Linked DNA regions of Mus musculus: regions 2, 3 and 4 are each linked to region 1. The links are chromatin contacts, called in public HiChIP or PLAC-seq and promoter capture Hi-C maps. All regions are on one chromosome and are shown on one strand. The core of a region is the stretch at or near the end of the contact, and the rest is flanking DNA. Distances in the headings are between cores, read along the strand shown. Region 1 holds the start of Tmem39b (transmembrane protein 39b). Region 2 holds the start of Ldc1 (leucine decarboxylase 1). Region 3 holds the start of Serinc2 (serine incorporator 2). Region 4 holds the start of Nkain1 (Na+/K+ transporting ATPase interacting 1).

Region 1 (3,480 bases), core at 602-3,101:
GTTTTTTTGAGACAGGGTTTCTCTGTGTAGCCCTGGCTCTCCTGGAACTCACTCTGTAGTCTTGGCTGGCCTTGAACTCAGAGATCTGCTTGCCTCTGGATGCCAAGTGCTGAGGCTAAAGATGTGAGCCACCACTGCCCAGTCAATGTCTTTTCCTTTGTGCTCTTTGCTTACCAAGGTTCTTTCTGAATTCAGAGCTCACTATTTCACTAACTGATTGGCCTCAGGGTTCCAGCTTTGCCTCCCCGGTACTGGGACTGATTACAGGTGGGTTATTGCACCTGCCAGGCTTCTACCTTTTTTTCCCACAATTCACTCTCTGAGATTATCTTTTGTTTTGTTTTGTTTTGTTTTGTTTTGTTTTAAGATAGGGATTCTCTGTGTAACCCTGGCTGTCCTGGAACTCACTCTGTAGACCAGGCTGGCCTCGAACTCAGAAATCTGCCTGCCTCTGCCTCCTGAGTGCTGGGATTAAAGAAGTGCGCCACCACGCCAGGCGTGAATTCACATTTTAAGCGACTAAGTAGCACAGAATAGCCTCAAACTCACAACCCACCTGCCTCAGTCTCCCAAATGCTAGGATGACAGGATGACAGGCATGTGCTACCAGACTGTTATTTTTACTGCCAGTTCCCTTAATCCGGTTCACTGGACCAGTTTGGTAAGATTTTCAGAGCCTGAGTCCTGAGCTGCTCAGCGCTGGTATTTGCTGGATTTTATCTGGATCTGAGTCTCCAGACGCTACAATCTGGTCAGGTTTGAGACAAGTTTTCCCTCCAGGGCCCTGAGATCTAACTCAATGACCCACGGCCTGGCCTTAACGTCAGAATGGCCTTAGAAAGAGCGCTGTGGTTGGGAATCTCAAACTTAAGATTTTACAAAACTATATTCCCTAAGCTTAGTAGTCTAGCCTAAGATCCTAGGCAGCATCCTGCACTTAGCTCCCAAACCCTTAATCGAAGTTATAACTTCCTCAACTTCCTCACAGCAACACAGTAGCCTCCATTCATACACACGGTGCCCAAGCTTTCCTATCTCTGAAGGTTTTCTGACAGCTCTTCACAATATGCATGTCCAGAAAGCTGACTTCAAGCCCCAAACCGGAAGCTTTGTTCACACGCTGTTATATTTGGTTTGGTTTAGAACCCCCCCCCCCAACACACACCCTCAGCCCAGGAACTCTGCCCACACCCACTATCTTTTAGAAGCTCGGCACCCACATAAAGCCCCTAGCCCAGAAACCCCGCCCACACACAACTGTCAACCCCAAGACCCCGCCCACAAGCCGGGCAATGCTCTCTAGGACTGGAAGCTTGAATCGGAATGGACTCCCTTGGTGGGCTAGGTGTCCCTGCGGCCCCACCGCTCTCAGTGTAAACCCCTATAGTCCAGAAAATTCTCTCCCCCACCGGCAATCACAAAAGGCGAACCCTAAGCTCTCAGCCCCTCCCACCAGAGTGCCCGGCCCCCATCTGCAGACAGGAGAATTGTGTGCCCCAAAGAAAGCCTGAGCCCCTCCGAGCCCCTCTCCCTTTTGGAAGCTCCGCCTACCAAGCGGTGACCCGCCCCCTCAGGACCGGAGGGGCGGGGTCCCGCCTGCGCCGCGTCCCTTCCCCTCCCCCTCCCCCTGCCCGCGACTCCGGTCCGCGTGGGGAGGCAGTTCGCAGCCAGGCTCCCCGCTATCCCGCGACCCCCGAACGAGCCCAGCCAGCTCTGCTCACCCATCTCCTTCCCCCGGCGCTCTCCGCTCACCGCCGCAGCTCCTGCGGGCAATATGTCGGAGGCGACGGCGGCCGAGAGAGGACTAACCGCCGCAGCCCGGGCCGGGTATCAGCCGCACGCTCCCTCCGGCTGCTCAATTTGCATGCTAGGCGGGCTGGGAGTCGGGAGCGCGCTTCTTAAAGGGGCCGTTTGGACAAAAGCTGTGCTAACGCTCTTTGTCTTGCCTTTCCCCACGCCTTTCCCGCAGCTGCTGCTCAAGAGATTCTGGAGCGGGCGAACCCACCTCCCGTGTTTCTTCACCCTGTTCTGACTTAGAGGAGGACACCAGAGCGGCCTTTTGCCTCTAGTGAAGTCCTGTTTTTGTACAACACAGTCACCTCATACTCAGCGAGTCCCAAACTGGGCTTTCAGAACTCTTAGGCTTTAGTGTGCTTTGGCCCACCCCAGTCAAAATCTACGAGTCACTTCCCCTTTCCTCCAAAACTCTATATCCAATTTTTGGCCTCATCTTGATGACCCTAAACTCTATCCATTTCTCATGTTTGATTCTCATGTTCTCCACTGTTGATTTCACTGCCACCACCTTAGCTAAGAACCTGTGCCTGCCATTTTCAAATTTCGAAATAGTGTTAATGGGTATTAATAATAACCGCCTATTAGGGTTCTTAACATTTTAGAATTTGGTGTGCCGGAGAGAGGGAGGGATGCGCAGAGCAGTGGACTTGGGAAGACAACTGGTAGTAGTACTGGTTCTTCTACCATGTAGCCTAACACGTAGGCTATCGGGCTTGGCTACAAGAACCTTTACTTGCTGAGATATCTCGCCAGCCCTTTGATTTTGGTTTTTAAGACAGAGCCTCTGGTAGCCTGGGCTGTCCTTGAATTTGCTATGGATTAGAGGATGTCCTTGAATTTCTGATCCTGCTTCATAGTGTCGGAATTATTACTCTCACTATGACAGATTTATTCAGGGATGGAAATCAAACCTAATGCAAGCACAAATTATCTTGTAGGCATGGAAGATTAAATGAGACAATCCATGTAGTACCTGTTTTAATCAGTGTTAGCCATCATGTTTGGCAAACACTTAACAGAGGAAGCAAGTAGCTACTGTTATTGTTAGTGTAATTTCTTCCCTTGCAAGACTAATAAGCAGTCTATGGGGGTGAGGGTAGGAGATTAAAATTAGGGCCTCATACAGGCTAGGCAAGTGTTCTATCATTCAGTTATATTCTCAGCCTCATAAGCAATCTTTATATTATTGTTAAGTTTTTTTTTAATTTTATGTGAGTACACTGTAGCTGTAAAGATGGTTGTGAGCCTTCAAGTGGTTGTTGGGAATTGAATTTTTAGGACCTGTGCTCGCACCAGTCAACCCCCCTCACTGGGGCCCAAAGATTTATTATTATATATAAGTACACTGTAGCTGACTTCAGACACACCAGGAGAGGGCGTCAGATCTCATTACAGGTGGTTGTGAGCCACATGTGGTTGCTAGGATTTGAACTCAAGACCTTCAGAAGAGCAGTAAGTGCTCTTACCCACTGAGCCATCAAGCCAGCCCTGCTGTTGTTTTGTTTGACAAGTTTTCACTGTGTAGCCCTGGCTGTCCTGAAACTCACTTTGTAAACTAGGCTGGCCTCGAAAGGAGAGACCCACCAGCCTCTAACTCCCAAGTGCTAGGATTAAATGCGAGCACCACGACCATGACACCGGCTCCTCACAAGCAATTTTAATTGTCTGGTGACTTCACAGGTT
Region 2 (3,483 bases), core at 302-2,801, 530 kb after region 1:
GGGAAAACAGGCTCAAGGACACACAGCAAGAATATAACAAAGAGAAGATTTGATTTTCTTTTTTCATTTTTATCTTTCTCTTTCTTTCTTCCTTTCTTCCTTTCTTTCTTTCTTTCTTTCTTTCTTTCTTTCTTTCTTTCTTTCTTTCTTTCTTTCCTTCTTTCTTTCTTTCTTTCTTTCTTTCTTTCTTTCTTTCTTTCTTTCTTCCTTCCTTTCCCTTCCTTCCTTCCTTTCTTCCTTTCTTCCTTCTCTCTCTCTCTCTCTCTTTCATTCTTTTCTTTCTTTCTTTTTGTTGTTGTTGTTTTGTTTTGAGACAGGGTTTCTCTGTATAGCCCTGGCTGTCCTGGAGCTCACTTTGTAGACCAGGCTGGCCTCGAACTCAGAAATCCACCTGCCTCTGCCTCCCGAGTGCTGGGATTAAAGGTGTGCGCCACCACACCCGGCGTTGTTTTGTTTTGAGACAGGGTCTCTCTATGTAGCCCTAGCTGTCCTGGAACTTGCTATGTAGACCAGACTGACTTTGAATGTACAGAGATCCACCTGCCTCTGTCTCCTGAGTGCTGGGATTAAAGGAATGCAAGGAAATCGTGTGTGGCAAAGAAAGGATTAGAGCTTTGATCTTTTCACATCTTGAAACAGAGGTGCAGGAAGGCAGCCATCCGTACAGCAAAGCTGGAGGCAGATGACTTCAGCCCCAGATGATGGCTTGGTTGAGGGTGAAACCCTGAGTGTCAGGGAAGCAGAGCTACAAGAACAGCAGAACTCACCCAGCCCTGGGAAAGCCAGGTCTGATGGCCTCCCAATCTGAAACAGGAAACAGGCAGCAGTAATGACCAGTAATGGAAGAGGTGGGAATTACCCTCCCTCCTTACCGAGATGGACAACTCCTTGATCTTCTTCAAGACCAGCTGCCAGGCAGATGCCCCTGGCCCCAAGGTGATGGGCTCTGATGGCCTCAGGTGTTCTGCAACTCCCAGCAGATCCTTCTTGACCTCAGAGGGGGTGTTCATCCTTGAGACTCTAGTTGAGGTGTCTGTTGGGCACAGTCCTGGCACCATAGAAAGGACAGCTCTGTGGACCCAGTCTTTTCCTCCTGTCCCTCCCATAGCTAGGACAGCCAAGTCACTGAAGCCTGGGTCCCATTAAGTCCCATGAACTCCACCTAGTCCTACTGATCTTTTCAAGCTTTATAGTAGACCGCTGATAGCACGTGGCCTGAGCCACTGATGGCAGATGACAAGCAAGCCACAGCAACCATTCCCTCAGAAGAGAGTGTGTGACTCTCCTCCAGGCCCCTTCCCACACCCTCCCACTCAAGATGAGAAATGGAGATGCAATAGAATGGCAGAATCCAACTCTAGATCAGTCACAAGAGATTAGAAGTGAGACCTATGTCCAACACGGAAAGAAAGGGACTTGCCTCAGGTTGAGTAGTTGGTGGCACCTGGGGTTCCCTGGAACAGCCAGAGAACCCTCAGACTAAAGTGGGGTCCCCAGCAGCCACAGGGCTTCTTGTGGGCCTGTGTACTGGAGACTTTCCACAGAGATCTCTGGCCCAGCCGGGTACGAGGGTTCAGGCAAAGAGGAGAGAATGCAAGCAGAAAGGAGGAGTTGTCTCTGTTGCCTCCACTGCTGTAGCTGGCTCCACCTCTGTCTCCACCGTTGCTCTCTCAGTTACTCCAGTTAATCCCTTACTCAGTTACTCAGTTACTCAGTTACTCTGGCCCTAAATCGGATTAAAGAGATTAAAGGGGTGGAATTAAAGGAATGCACAGAAATCATGTCTGGCAAAGAAAGGATTAGAACTCTGGTATTTTTATGTCTTAAAACAGAGGTGCAGGAAGGCAGCCATCCATACAGCAAAGCTGGAGGCAGATGACTTCAGCCCCAGATGATGGCTTGGTTGAGGGTGAAACCCTGAGTGTCAGGGAAGCAGAGCTACAAGAACAGCAGAACTCACCCAGAAGAGGCCCTGGGAAAGCCAGGTCTGATGGCCTCCCAATCTGAAACAGAAAGCCTTCTTGGGTACCAGTAATGACCAGTAATAGAAGGGGTGGGAATTACCCTCCCTCTTTACCAAGATTGACAACTCTTGTTCAAGACCAGCTGCTGGGCCCCAAGGTGATGAGCTGGGCCAAGGAGAGGCTGACTAGCCAGTGAGGAGTGCAGGGGAGCTTCAGGTGATGCTTCGAGAGCAGACTTCTTCCCAAGCGGCAGTGTTACAGCTCTTATGACAGAAGCTCTCAGATGATGGAGTAGTTCTCACACCTTTATTCCTCCTAGATAGGGTTCTTATATACAGTTGTGGGGTGGGTCAGGGTCTGACAGCAGGTTCTTCTCATTGGCTTGGCCTGAGAGCTGCATGTGGGAGGGCTTGGTGCTGCTCCTACATGACTGATGGCCACAGACCTCTCCGAGGCAGAGGGGTGGGGGTAGGGGGTATGGGGGGAGGGGGGTGGCTATGAGAGGCTGTAGCTACGTGACAGGAGACAGGAGCCTAAGGGGTGTGGCCAAAAGTCTGCCTTTCCTTGCAGGCACAGTCACCTGCTGGGTCACCCGGGTTTTAAGCCTGAGCTCAACCAGGGACCAGGCTGCCTATCACAGCTCACCACCCCACAGCTTCTGGTCTATAGTAGGGACTGTGTTCATGACCCTTTTCCACATGACTCATCCTATGGCCATCATGACCTACTTTCTCTTTTTCAGAGAGCCCAGACGATGTTGCTATCTGGGTTTTAGGGCAATATTTTTGAGGAAATCCAGTCCCAACAAGATCTCAGGGTACAGGAAACCCACCTTCAGCCCCAACCTTCAGGCGGGATCACACCTTCCAAGGTGTGCACTGACAGGTGTTCAGGGTAGATGGGGATGCCTATGGAAAGCAAGCACTGGCTACCTTCAAAAGCAGGAGAGCCCAGAAACCCTTTCCCTTCTTCCCTAGAGATGTCCAAGTCACACTATAGAGCAGGTAAGCCTTGATGTAGAATTGAAACCCCCAAACTCTAGTATCAGGTGGCCCAGCTGGCTGAAGAGTGTGCTGGGATCTCATGGCAACTCTTGCTGTCTGATACCTACTTAAGTGGGATGGTAAACTTGTCCATGTCGCTCCAACTTGTCCCACCTACCTCTCCTAACCCTCTCTTTCCCTGAGAGCCTCTAAGGCCTGTGACCTGAGGTCCCTCCGAGGATGAAACCACCACCTTGGGACAGGATCAGCTTTAGGATGTCAGTTACCACTTTATGAAGGCTTACACTCCACCTTCAAGCTACAACCCAAGTAAGTCCAAACATTATTTCAGCAAAAAATAACTGAATCTCATCTATCCTTTATATTACACCCTCCCTCTCAGGACAGAGTGGGTATACCACTGGCCATTGATGGAAGGGCCCAGGTCCCCTTATCACAGGAAAGCTAGAGACATGTTTGGCCTTAACCCAGAGATGAACCTATCCATTGGTTTCTTCCTACAGTCTGTCTCCTCC
Region 3 (3,131 bases), core at 489-2,988, 580 kb after region 1:
TTCTCCACCTACGTCTCCTCCTGGGTGACAACAGCTCCCACAATGCCCACTCACTGTACACAGGAGCTGGGCGGCAGTTTCCACCTTTCATCTGCCCATATCACCAAGAGTATACCAAAGGAGGTACTGCGGTGGCCTTCAGTTCAGGCATGGAGAGATCAGGATAGAAGGATTGGCTGAACTGCCCTCACAACCCCTCTCCCAGTAGGACACGGGTAACCAGGCAAGACCAGATGGGAATCATGGTCTGTGAGTGGGAACGTCTCCCTCCCTAACCAGGAAGCAAACCCGTCCCAGGAAGGGGTATGAGCATCAGCAAGGAATAGCCTTACTCTGATCTCCTGTTCAAGCTTCTCTCTCTCTCCCTCTCTCCCTCTACCCGTCTCTCCCTCTCCCCCCCCCCCCCACTTCAGTGGAAAGAGAGGCCCAAGAGAGGACAAGAGCTGTGTCCAGGGACCCACGCCACTGCCTCCCCAGACTGAGCTCACTCTCAGAAAATGGCTACAAAGAAAACCTCTAGATGCGCAGCTCTCTCCTGGGCACCCGCTCCTAACACGCACACAAATCAGGGACAAAGGATGCAAGTCCTGAACGAACCTTCCTACAGCAGCCAGCCGCGGGAGCCCTCTCCGCCCCTCTTTGTGTGGGGCCAGAAGGGGAGGGAGCTGTCTGAAAGAGCCTCAGATTTAATGAGGGGAAGAAGGAAAAGAAAGGGGGCTGGGGAAGTGGGGGCCTCCCGGCCGGTTATGGCCGGCCGGGTCCCCTCCCCTGTGCTGGTTGCTGCCCCAAAACAGAGCTGGCCTCCCGCCTGGTCCCCAACAGTGGCGACCAGGTGGACACACGCAACCTCCCTCAATTTCTGGATCTTTCCAAATCCAAAGTTTGGCACAGGTAGTCAGTGACAACCGACACCAACCTCGCTCAAGAGCGGGATGGGGGGGGGGGGGCTCCTGCCCACCCTTCTTACCCAACCCCCATCTCCTTTCCAGCTCGAGCTGGAGGGAAAGGGTCCAGCGCTTGCAGGGGGGGTGCCCTAGAGTGAGCGGGCCAGACTGCGCGCCGAAAGAGGATGCAGACGGAGCTGGTTACGACGACGTTCAGACAGACAGACAGTGCCCGAATCCTAGAGAAGTGAACGGGACAAACACAAAAGAACAGACTAAGCCAGGCGACAGGGGCAGACAGAATGACAGACGCTCTGCCAGAAAGACAGTAAGCTCAGCGGGGCCGGGACCCTACCAGTTACACAAAGAGTCCCGCGCCCTGGAGAGAGACGCGCCACGCAACCTGGGGGTGCTCTGAGCTGGGGAGCGCGCAATGGCCGCGGGGCTCCCCGCACCCGCTGCCGGCCTCAGTATCCCGGTTCTCGGAGTGACGGCGCCAAAGGCGCCCGGCCGCGCCCCACCCCTCCCCCGCGGTCACCCGAGCCGCGACACCAGCTGTCCAGCGCACCGCGGCCGAAGCGGAGCAGCTGGGGGATGAGGATAAGAAGGGCATCGGTGGGGCCTCTGAAAGGCAAGTTTGGAGGAAGCAAAAAGAAGAAAGTACTTGGAGGAAGAAGGTAGAGAAAAAGTGAGCGGGGCCGCGGCAGGGACGAGGTGGGCACTCACGCAGCTGAGCAGGGAGCAGGCCCCGAGACAGGCCCCCATGGCGGTGAGGGGCGCGGGGCTCGGGGCACCGGCCTCGGATCCCGGATCCGGTGGGACTCCAGGCGCTTGGCTGGCCCCACCCCAAACCCATCCCCGCCCCAGCCCCGCCCCACCTGCCGAAGCCGCTCGTCACTTTCCGGCGACGCTCGGGGCCTCCTAGGACTCACCTGGGACAGGTACTGGCGCCAGACATTTCCTAAAGAGGTTGAGATGGGGAAAGTCCAGCAACGACAGGGGCACAGCCCAACTCAACTCTGAGCTAGGATTGTCTGCTGAACCAAAGCGAGGATTTGGAAATACATCTGGATTTGAACTTCATAGGAGCCATTGTGTGACCGACCCCAAATACTGTCATTGTTAGAGGAAGTAAGAGGTGGTCTTCCCTGATGCCCTTGGATCTTGGCGGAAAACCTCGGCCCAATCTATGGGTGCTCAATGGTAAATTACTAGGCAAGGGGGTGGGGGGATGGTAATGTAGCTGAGTCGGTAGAGTGTTTCCAGAGAATTCATGAAGTCCTAGGTTTGATCCACATAAAACTGGGCATGGTGGCTCTCGCCTGTAACCCAGCACTCAGGAGGCAGGAATCACAAATTCAAAATTATCTTTGGCTGCATAGCCAGATCTAGGTCAGCCTGGGTTACATGGGATCCTGCCTACGGAAAGAAAGAAGAGAAGGACAGACAGAGGGAGGATAAGGGAGGCTACTTTGCTTCTCTGAGTCTCAGTTTCCCCTATTGAAACTAAAGGTGCTAACCTCATGGGGCTGTTAGAACACACAGCAACTGCTCCATGAATAAAAGCCTGTGTCATTCCCATCCCTGTTAAGGCCCCAGATTCGTACTTGTTTAGACCCTCTCCTCTCCATCCACCTTGTCTTCAAACTCTGGACCTGTCTTGGATCACACACACACACACACACACACACACACACACACACACACGAGAGAGAGAGAGAGAGAGAGAGAGAGAGAGAGAGAGAGAGAGAGAAACACAGATAGATATACAGAGAGAGAGAGACAAATACACACACACACACACACACACACACACACTGCTCAGCACTCCACACACACACATATACACATAAGAGAGACAGACAGACAGACAGAGATACACACAGGCACACACACTCACTGCTCAGCACTGCACACAGAGAGACAGAGACAGAGGCAGATAGACATACACACAGAAAGAGACACATACACACAGAGAGAGACACATACAGAGACACACACACACACACTCTGTTCAGCACTCCTCACTCCCTATCTGTGTACAGCCATGACCTCCTAGCTAAGGAGGTCACTGGGTGAGAGGGCATCCTGGCAGGTCATCCCCAGGATCGGGTGTGAGGCGCAGCAGCAGAGTTCTGTAATTATGGTAGCTCACCCCAGCCTTCTCCCCCACCAACTCTAGACCAGATAATGTTAGGGAAGGAAGTCCATAGGTTTGGCTGGCCGCAGGGGCCAAAGATCCGGCCT
Region 4 (3,541 bases), core at 645-3,144, 880 kb after region 1:
TCAGCCGTTAGGAACGCTCTGCTCTTACAGAGGGCCCGAGTTAGAGTCTAAGCACACGCCACCTGTAACCCCAGCTCCAGTGGGCCTGATGGCTTCTTCAGGATGCCGTGGGCACCTGCACTCACACACACAGACACGGATGTACAAAATTTTTAAAAATAAACCTTTTTTTTTTTTAATTAAAGAAAAGGAATTCTCTAAAAAAAAAAAAGTTTGAAGATTTCTTGGCATTTTTATGGTCCTAAAAATAGAAAACGGAGAATATTTCTACTGTGAGCCCAGATCTGCCAAATAACCAGTTCTTCGTTTAGTTTACAAATATTAATGAGGTGTCAAGGGCTGCCCAGCTGCTGGGGTTTTAGCAGGAACAAAATGAGCTGTCTCTGCCCTTTTGGAGTTTCCATCCTACCTGGTGGTGATTAAGCCCCTCTGCCGTCCTTGAGAATGACGCCTGACAGACCAGGTGGCCTTCTGAGGGGCAAAACACCAACACACCAATGTGGGAGGAGAGGAGGTTCTAGCATGGCCCAAGAGGACGATGCTGTGAACAGCAGGCGCCGCAGGGCCGGTGACTCAAGGAAAGGTGAGAGGACAGAGGCCACCAGCACATCTCACTCAAAGCTTCCCACCACCCTGCGCACCTGTGGGGAGGAGCAGGTGCTGGCCGGAAGGCAGATCCAGACCACGGGACCCATAGGAATGAGGCCCCAGGCTCCTCCACAGACCCGATGCTATCAGCAGTTCCTACACAACAGTGTCTTGAGTAGAAGCATAACACAGTTCCAAGGGAGGCAGGAGACCCCCGTCTCTTCTCTATCACCCTCCCAATACATAGGCAAGGACCTCAGCTACTCTTAGCCTCCGGATTCACTCTGTTGCCCTCCAGTTAAAGACCTCATTTTCCCCCAAACTGGGGCCAGCACAGAGCCCCGAGATGCTCTGATTCTTCCCAAGACACTCAAGTGTCCTCATCCAATGGGACCAGGGAACTCTTTACCTGACCCCACCTCACCCGCTGCTGATAGAACAGATGGCTCATGGGACGCTGGAGGACTCGGTGGTCAGACTAAAGAGAACCACAGAGTGAGTCCGGTGCCTGCCAGGTTAGGCTGGCCCGTGATACATCAATTCCTGATCACCCCCCTCAAGGAGGTAGTTCTCCATCCCTGGCCACCCAGTCAGGAGGGTGCTGGGAGGCAGGAAAGCAGCACAAAGGACGGCCGAGGGTTCTCAAAGAGTCTCAGGTCCCACCACCCAAACAAGAAGCAGAAATGGCCAGAGATCTAAAAACATTCCAGAGACATAATACAGGAGCAGAAAGAGACTTTGTGAGAAACGCTCACAGGGGCGGAGCCCAGAGGGATGAGGTACCCACGGAATCAGCGATCTGGAGGGGAACATTCGGGCAGGGACCTCTCCGAGTACACAGACCAGCCTCGGACACACCCCCAGCCCCAAGGGAGCCACAGTCCTGGGGCGCAGCCCCCCAGCGGGAGCCCACGCACCCATTGCGAACCGACGCGTGCAACCCGGGAGCGTTGGACCGTGCGCGCGAGCGCGGGGCTGAGGCGAGGAGCGCACACAAAGGGACAAGCCGGCCCGCGCGGGGCAGACTCCGCCCGGCCACCCCGCACCCCGGGTGGCGCCCACGCACCGCCGCCGCCCCACCCCGCTCCGCGCGGCTCACCAGCTGCAGGCAGCAGAAGGCGACCAGCGTGCAGCGGCCGCTGCACTTGCCCATGGCTCCTCCTCGCGCCGCGCGGGGCCGCGTCGTCTCGATGGCGCCCCGGGGCGGTGGGGCCGGCGACTAGGGCCGGGTCTCCAGAGCCGCGGCCGGCCGGCCGCACCCCAAGTGCATGGTGCGCCCGGTCCGCGCGGGCTCCGCCGCGCCTCCTTTGTCTGCGGCCGGCCGTCGGCACACCTCCCGCCCGCGGCGCCGGCCAGCGCGCAGCGGCCCCCGCAGGCACCGAGCGCGGCGCGGTGCAGCACTGCCCAGCTGGGGCAGCCGCCCGGGCGCTCGGCAGCCGCCGCTTCCCGGCCCACCACGTGGCTCGGCCGCCACCCCGGAGGGAGGCGAGGGAGGGGCGGAAGAGCGAGGGGGCGGGGGAGGGGAGGGGCGTGGAGCGAAGTGGAAGAGTGCGGGTCCTGCGCGCTGGCAGCTCTGGGTCGCGTCCAGACTGCTGTTCCTTAGCCGTGTCACCTTGGGCAGATCACATTACCTCTCTGGACCACCCCCGCCCAGGGGCCTCAGGGGCAAAGTAGGAAAAAAGTCTCTTGGATGCAGTCCTGTAAACCCAACAGTAGCCCTTAGCTTGGCCAGCTGAGGGAGTTGGAGCCACCCTACCCTGGAGTTCCAACTTTGCCCTTTATTTTCATTTGAGTTTTCAGCCCAGCTCGCCAGCCCTCCTGGTTTCCCGGCCACATTTTCTTCTTTCTGTCTTTCCTTCAGAACCTGGTATATCTTGGGTTTATGAAAGCCAGAGTGCGCTTGAAGCGGTCTTCCGTTCTCTTGACTCTTCATAGCTCAGGGACCGGAATAGTCCGGTCCCCAGTTTGGCTTCTCAGAGATCCTCCTGCTTCAGCCTCCCAAATTCCAGATAAACGCGTTTTAAAACACGCAAGACAAGTGGATAGAAAAGCCCTGGATTTGATCCTAGTACTCTCAACAGTGACAAAACAAAAGGCCCCCCAGGTATTCCCAGAATCAACCATCGCACACTAAACACACACACAAGCACATGCACACACGCACACACCACCAAAAAGCAACTGGGATAACAGTGGGGACTCTTCTCAGCCACTGTTAGGGAATGGCAGCTGTGTCCAGCCAGTTTCCATGATTAGCTAGGCTTCCTGGAGTCTGTCCCAGACTCTATACCCAGAGCATAACTTTACGTGGGGACTGGGACCCAGCTTTTATCAAAGTCTCCAAAGAGTCCTGTTTCCCACAAAGGAAGCGCCAGCCCGGTCCCCACTGGATCCCCTGGAGGCTTCGGGTGAGCCCATGTCAGTTCTCTCTTCCATGCTGACAGTGTGCTCAGAAGCCCTCACCGACCCAAGCACTGGACACATGATGCCTCTCTCCTTACAGTGACTGGGTTCTGCTAGGCTCTGACCAGCTCTGCCAGGCTCTTGAATGTCCCAAATGCCACAGACCCAAGGCCTGGCCACCTCACTCCAAGTCTGAGCTACCCTCTGTCCAAGGTCATTTATTTCAATCCTGCCCTACTAAATCCCAGGCTTCCACGCCCTCTGGCCCCTCTCTGCTTTTAGGTTTGTTCTTTATTTATTTATGTTGTATGTCTGTGTTTAGGTTGACACATGCTAGAGCACCCTGTGGCTCTCAGAGGACCATGAGTAGGAGTTAGCTTCCTCTATGTGGGTCCCAGTGATCAAACTCAGGTCTTCAAACTCAGTAGCAAGTGTCTTCACAAAAAGCCATCTCTGAGTCCCAAGGTTGTTCTGCTCTGAGATCCTTATGTGCAGTGCAGTGGACGCTGTTTCATCTTTAGTGTTTTAGTTGAGGCCTCACTCCTTGACC

The links. Promoter capture Hi-C pulls out the DNA fragments that hold promoters and counts their contacts. HiChIP or PLAC-seq counts read pairs in DNA pulled down with a chosen protein or histone mark.
Region 2: a contact with region 1 is called in a promoter capture Hi-C map of hippocampal neurons, with 2.8 times the contacts expected there. The contact joins the promoter of Ldc1 here to the promoter of Tmem39b in region 1. A contact is called at or near these places in 2 of 39 promoter capture datasets (the 3T3-L1 cell line and hippocampal neurons) and 1 of 115 datasets of contacts at active chromatin or transcription factors (bone marrow-derived macrophages).
Region 3: an H3K4me3 HiChIP or PLAC-seq map of embryonic forebrain shows a contact between it and region 1, with 2.9 times the contacts expected there. The contact joins the promoter of Serinc2 here to the promoter of Tmem39b in region 1. A contact is called at or near these places in 9 of 39 promoter capture datasets (the 3T3-L1 cell line, 3T3-L1-derived adipocytes, cranial neural crest and 4 more), 3 of 115 datasets of contacts at active chromatin or transcription factors (embryonic forebrain, embryonic hindbrain and forebrain) and 1 of 9 other capture datasets (embryonic stem cells).
Region 4: a promoter capture Hi-C map of second pharyngeal arch cranial neural crest shows a contact between it and region 1. The contact joins the promoter of Nkain1 here to the promoter of Tmem39b in region 1. A contact is called at or near these places in 6 of 39 promoter capture datasets (the 3T3-L1 cell line, cranial neural crest, frontonasal cranial neural crest and 3 more).

Annotation. Positions count from the first base shown.
Region 1 is chr4:129,694,994-129,698,473 of GRCm38.p6, forward strand. It overlaps Tmem39b (transmembrane protein 39b), which reads right to left and starts at 1,852. Exons shown (of 9, transcript NM_199305.2): 1 at 1,722-1,852. The coding sequence starts at 1,725.
Region 2 is chr4:130,220,744-130,224,226 of GRCm38.p6, forward strand. It overlaps Ldc1 (leucine decarboxylase 1), which reads right to left and starts at 1,552. Exons shown (of 10, transcript NM_001034872.2): 1 at 1,421-1,552; 2 at 873-1,048. The coding sequence starts at 1,010.
Region 3 is chr4:130,273,848-130,276,978 of GRCm38.p6, forward strand. It overlaps Serinc2 (serine incorporator 2), which reads right to left and starts at 1,739. Exons shown (of 10, transcript NM_172702.3): 1 at 1,611-1,739. The coding sequence starts at 1,649. It overlaps Gm34957 (a long non-coding RNA gene), which reads left to right. Exons shown (of 2, transcript XR_376686.3): 1 at 1-2,087.
Region 4 is chr4:130,572,142-130,575,682 of GRCm38.p6, forward strand. It overlaps Nkain1 (Na+/K+ transporting ATPase interacting 1), which reads right to left and starts at 1,895. Exons shown (of 7, transcript NM_025998.4): 1 at 1,688-1,895. The coding sequence starts at 1,741.